Regions from separate parts of the Gossypium hirsutum genome. Here region 1 is linked to region 2. The links are chromatin contacts, called in public Hi-C maps. All regions are on one chromosome and are shown on one strand. Each heading gives the region's core, a stretch centred on a gene start, on an enhancer-like site or on the middle of the called end of the contact. The rest is flanking DNA. Distances are from core to core; before and after follow the strand shown. Region 1 holds the start of LOC107948474 (serine/arginine-rich SC35-like splicing factor SCL33). Region 2 holds the start of LOC107948516 (F-box protein At5g06550).

Region 1 (2,700 bases), core at 9-2,508, 940 kb before region 2:
TGAGGCGACCAAATTGCCCAAAAGGTCCACGCAGATCTTCTGGCCTGCAAATGAGACATAATTAGAAATTGGCTCTACAAGAAAAGTTTGATGAGACTAAAAATTTTTACTTGTATCAAGACGATCATGTTTATTTTAAACAAAAGAACAAAGATGTACACTAGGTTTGGATTGGTGAGCAAGGAAAACAAATCACAGCATAAATGTAACACCTTTAGTTCTCCTCAAAAACCTTCGCTCTTACTTATCCCTAGAATTTATTTTAAAACAAAACCATGAGAGCATTAGGATATTGGATTTGAGGAAATTGACAGTCTGACGCCGATAAATACGAGGGGATGGTACAAACCTGCAGTCATGGCGAAGGTTCCGAACCAGAAGACTGGTGGGGAGATCTCTACCACGACCTCCATAGCGACCCCTAGGGCTAGGGCTACGATGTCGCCTCCTTCCATAATCCCTTGGTGGCGAGGGACTGTAACTGTAACTTCTACCCCGCATCTGCAACAAACCTAAGGCATTTAATACTCACAGAATTGCTTTTAACCAAGATTAAACTGGAAAATTTTCGAGCATGGAATTCAAAGTAAAAAGAACAAAAGAGAGAAACCGGGCGATTCCATGCACAGTGCAATAAAAAACAAAAGAAACGATTAAAAGGAGCCTGAAATTACCAAAATCCTGTTTTCTCTTGAACTTAGAATCAATCCCAGTCCCAACCTAACTTTTCTCCCAATAAAATATTTCTATAAAATAGAAATTAAAAATAAAAATATCTGGGAACTACAAGGAACATAAATTACAAAATACATGCAAAAGAAAACAAAGCCTTCACCAAGAGATTTACGAAAAAAATGAAAGAAGATGATACAAAAAAAGAAAAAGAAAAAAAAGACGTAGAATGAATTAAGAACATACAGCTACGAAATCGCAGACGAAGAAAATCCCAACCTTCTTTGATGCTTTTCTCTTTCCTTTGGCGTTTGGTTGTTAATCACGGGGTACTTTAGATTTTCACCGACCTTCTAAATTGGAACTCCAGAAGCTTCCAGTTACTTTCTGAGGCCTCTCTCCCTGCAACACAAACCGCCCACGTGTATTCAAAAAAGAAAATCAACGGTCGGACGCCATTTAAGTTAGTTTGATCGGGTCTATCATGAATCTTTGATTCAACGACAATTTAGCCGAGGCCTAAAGGCCTTTTTTTTCTAAGGCCTGCTTAAATCATGTATATAATATACATACATTTTATAATTAGGTTTAATTTGGTAGAAGAACATGCCTGATATCGAGGATGGCATTTTTTGGAATCCAATCAGATGAAGTTGGTGGGATGTATACTTACTTATTTTTATTTATATGTTTATAATTCCGTATGTTTTATAGATTCTTGATAATTAAGTCCAATTTCATATTTTTATTTTCTTTTGATCATTTCAATATTCGAACTTGATAATTAGATTTAATTTTTTTTTAAACTTTGATTTTGTAAAAGTATGATAATGTAATACTTTAAGATTGTACCATGTTATCACTTAAATTTTTTTTAAAAAAATTATTCTTTTATTTTCAAACTATATATTTTTAAAATTTTTTAAGTTATGATATGACACAATCTCATGATGATAAATCACCATACTTCTACGTAATCCAAATTTAGTTACAAAGTGGACCAAAACGGTGCAAGTACTAATATAAACCTAGTTATCAAGTTTAGAGATCTAAAATTACATTAACTCCTTTTTTTTATAACAGTATAATAGAAGTTCATGGCCAACTAACAAGAACCTAGTTTCAATGACACTCTTAGCCATTCTATTCGAGATTAGATTATCAATGAAGTTGAAAAAGACTTTTTGAAAATTAAGATTGAAAATTATTTTTTGAAAAGATAAAATGTTTATTTTAAATATTATGTTGTAAAAAAAAGTGTTTAAATGATGTTTGAACTTGTTAATATTATAATTCGTGGAATATATATAATCTTAAATTATACTAAAAATATTAAAATTTAATATTAAATAATTAATATCATGGAATATAACAAATCAAATTATAATAAAAAAATTACAATTGATTTCAATGTGAAATATTCTTATTTCCACATTTATTATTATTGTTGTGTTATGGTATGTTATTATTATGTTGATATTAATAAATATTTAATTTCAAATACGGTTCAAACACAATAAAATAATGAATAAAGTACACTAATTATCACTAAACTTTGATTAAATTTATATTTTAGTTACTCAACTTTCAAAATTTACAAAGTTGTAATTAATATTATTAAGAAATGACTTGCGTGTCTTTTGTATTTATTTTATTTCCATCTTTTTTTTCTTTTCCCTTTTTTCCTTCTTCATCCTGTTCTTCCCCAAATGAAACCTTAGTCATCGCCTCTCGTTGGCTGTTGGAACCAAAACTTAACATGTCTGGTTTCTAAACAAATCCTTTTGCTAAGCCTCAATCTTTGTTTCTCATATGGATGAGGGCACTAATTAAAGAGACTAAACCAAAAACCAAATTGAAAATTGTTAATTTCTAAAACAAAATAAAAATTGATTAATTTTCACAATTCATACGAGTCTATAAAAATGTTTAATGCAAATTGGAAACTGTTAATTTTAACAATATTGTTATTAACAATTTATCAATTTTCATAACATGTCGATATAAATAAAAATCTAATTTAAAATT
Region 2 (2,700 bases), core at 3-2,502:
TGTATAATAACCTTGAATGTTCATATTAGAGATGATAAAAATATTTTTTTCTTATCTTATTCTTCACATTCTCACACTAGCTCAAGCTTTTCAAGCTTAAAAATGGTTTTTATACAAGATTCTTGAAAGAAAGTAACTTGGGTTGTGGAAATTCTTAAAAGAGATTTGAGAAAAGAGAGAAAAAAAAAAGAAAGGAGAGATTTTTTTCTTCTCCAAACATGGTAAACGGCACCAAGGAGAAAGGTGGAGGCTTTCTCCATCTTATCTTTTCTTTATTCAATTAAAACTATTCTACCGTCAAACTAATTTTAAAATGAGTGATCTACCTTGATTAATGAATGAAAAATCCAAAATCTATCAACAATATCTTTTCGGATAATAATACAATTTAAATAGATTCTAAAATTTTTATTAAAAAACTGATGAAAAGTCCCAAAATATCCTTCAATGGAGAACCTGCACTTTAACCTATTTCTCTTATAACTTCTCTTTAATTAATAACGAATACGACACTTAGCGCTTTAAATCTTCTCATATTATTATGAAGGTCCATATTAATTTCATACATCAACTATATCATCAAAATAATATTTTCATCATAAAATGTTGGAAAATGACCCAAATACCCTTTATGGAAAAATTATCGTTTTGCCTTTTTGTACAATTTCTTCACAACAATAAGCACTTACCCAATTTAAAAATCATAATTTAAATATATTCCTTAATACCATGTCCCGACAAAAAGGGAAAAGTACAATTTAATCCGTGTACTTTTTGTTTTATTCAATTTAATCCAAAAATCATTTTTTCTTTGTACTAATACATGTCCCATGCCAACTTTATTTACAAAACGAAATCAATCCATAACTAAGCAAATTGGCCACTTTACACTTTAATCCTCATACTTTTTAATTATATAATTTAATCTTTTTTCAACAATTTCTCATCCAAAATTTACTTCATTGGTTTTCAAATAATAAACCCTTTTAAAATTCTGTTTTTTTGGTCTCATAATCGAATTTTCCTTGGTTTCCGAAACAGTGCTACCTACTCCATTGAAAAATTTGGAGGGAGGTTGTGGTCGATATCTCTATCTTCACCTCCAAGCTTTACAAAATTGGGCGGAAAACCCTTTACTTTACAGATAATTGAAGAAAATTTTGGGCCGACTACTTTCGGAGTCTTGAGCAGAAACTTGGATGGGCTTTAAGTCCCTAAAGGAAATTTCTGAAATAAAAAATACTCAGATTTACTTTATTTCCAGGGCGGAAAGAAACCGCAGCAAAAGTGCAAAACCCTAACAAAGCAAAGCCCTTAGAGCAAAAACCCTGAAACATGCTAAGTTGTAGGGGAAGCTTACTGTCTCAAACCATAAAAAGAAAAACTAAGAACAAACCCAAAAACAAAACTAAATTGAAAACTCACAAAAATGTTTCTAGAACACGAGATTTCATTCCCAAAAACATGCATCTCGAAGATAATGAAGAAGAAGTAGGATTCAACCTCAAATCCTCAGCTCCTTCTCATTCTCATTGGGTTCAACCGTTGGGAAACCTTTACTTCAACCCAGGCGCTCTCAACTCAAGAAACATCGGCTTAGGTAATCTCCAAATCCTGTCTGACGAGCTTGTTCTTGAGATTTTAGGCCTTTTGGAAGGTACCCAGTTAGGTGTTTTAGCTACTGTTAGCAAATCATTTTATGTTTTCACTAGCCATGAACCCCTTTGGAGGAATCTTGTATTGGATAACCTGAAAGGACGATTTTTTATAATCGGTCATGGAAAGTTACTTACATATCTACATTTCATCCTTCATTTGATGTTTCAAGGAGTGCCCGTTCTTCGGGTTTGAGAGTAAGGGATTTTTATTCTGACTATTTGTTTCAGAGTTGGCTGTGTGCTAATCTTGAAATGAAACCTGAATGGCTTGAAAGAGATAATATAATTCGAAAAAGAGGGATTAGTGTTGATGATTTTGTGACAAACTTCGAAGAACCTAATAAGCCGGTTTTGTTGGAAGGGTGCATGGATAATTGGGATGCATTGGGAAAGTGGGATAGAGATTATTTGGTTAATTTATGTGGCGATGCTCAGTTTGCAGTTGGACCAGTTAAGATGAGGCTAGATGATTATTTTAGCTATGCAGATCAAGTAAAAGAAGAGAGGCCATTGTACTTATTTGATCCAAAATTTGCAGAAAAAATTCCAACTTTAGGCTCAGAGTACGATGTTCCAGTGTACTTCAGAGAGGATTTGTTTAGCGTTTTGGGTAATCGGAGGCCAGATTATAGGTGGATTATAATTGGACCAGCCGGGTCTGGGTCATCCTTCCATATTGATCCTAATTCAACATCTGCCTGGAATGCGGTGATTAGAGGATCTAAGAAATGGATTTTATTCCCACCTGATGTGGTTCCACCTGGGGTGCACCCGAGCCCAGATGGAGCAGAAGTGGCATGTCCTGTTTCTGTAATTGAGTGGTTCATGAATTTTTATGATGCAACAAAGGATTGGAAAAAGAGACCTATTGAGTGTATTTGTAAGGCTGGAGAAGTGATCTTTGTGCCAAATGGATGGTGGCATCTAGTGATTAACCTCGAAGAATCTGTTGCCATTACACAGAACTATGTTAGCAGGTATGTCTTCTTTTTTACTCTTTCGTTCTAGTTTTTTCTATGGTTTATGGAAGACTCACTAACTA

What was found. Hi-C and Micro-C count contacts between places; a contact is called where the count stands out from the background.
Region 1: a contact with region 2 is called in a Hi-C map of leaf, with 2.5 times the contacts expected there. The contact joins the promoter of LOC107948474 here to the promoter of LOC107948516 in region 2. A contact is called at or near these places in 2 of 34 Hi-C or Micro-C datasets (both in leaf).

What each region holds. Positions count from the first base shown.
Region 1 is chrA04:20,863,643-20,866,342 of Gossypium_hirsutum_v2.1, reverse strand. It overlaps LOC107948474 (serine/arginine-rich SC35-like splicing factor SCL33), which reads right to left and starts at 1,258. Exons shown (of 6, transcript XM_016883032.2): 1 at 919-1,258; 2 at 350-501; 3 at 1-44. The coding sequence starts at 501.
Region 2 is chrA04:19,922,401-19,925,100 of Gossypium_hirsutum_v2.1, reverse strand. It overlaps LOC107948516 (F-box protein At5g06550), which reads left to right and starts at 1,252. Exons shown (of 3, transcript XM_016883097.2): 1 at 1,252-1,762; 2 at 1,765-2,635. The coding sequence starts at 1,336.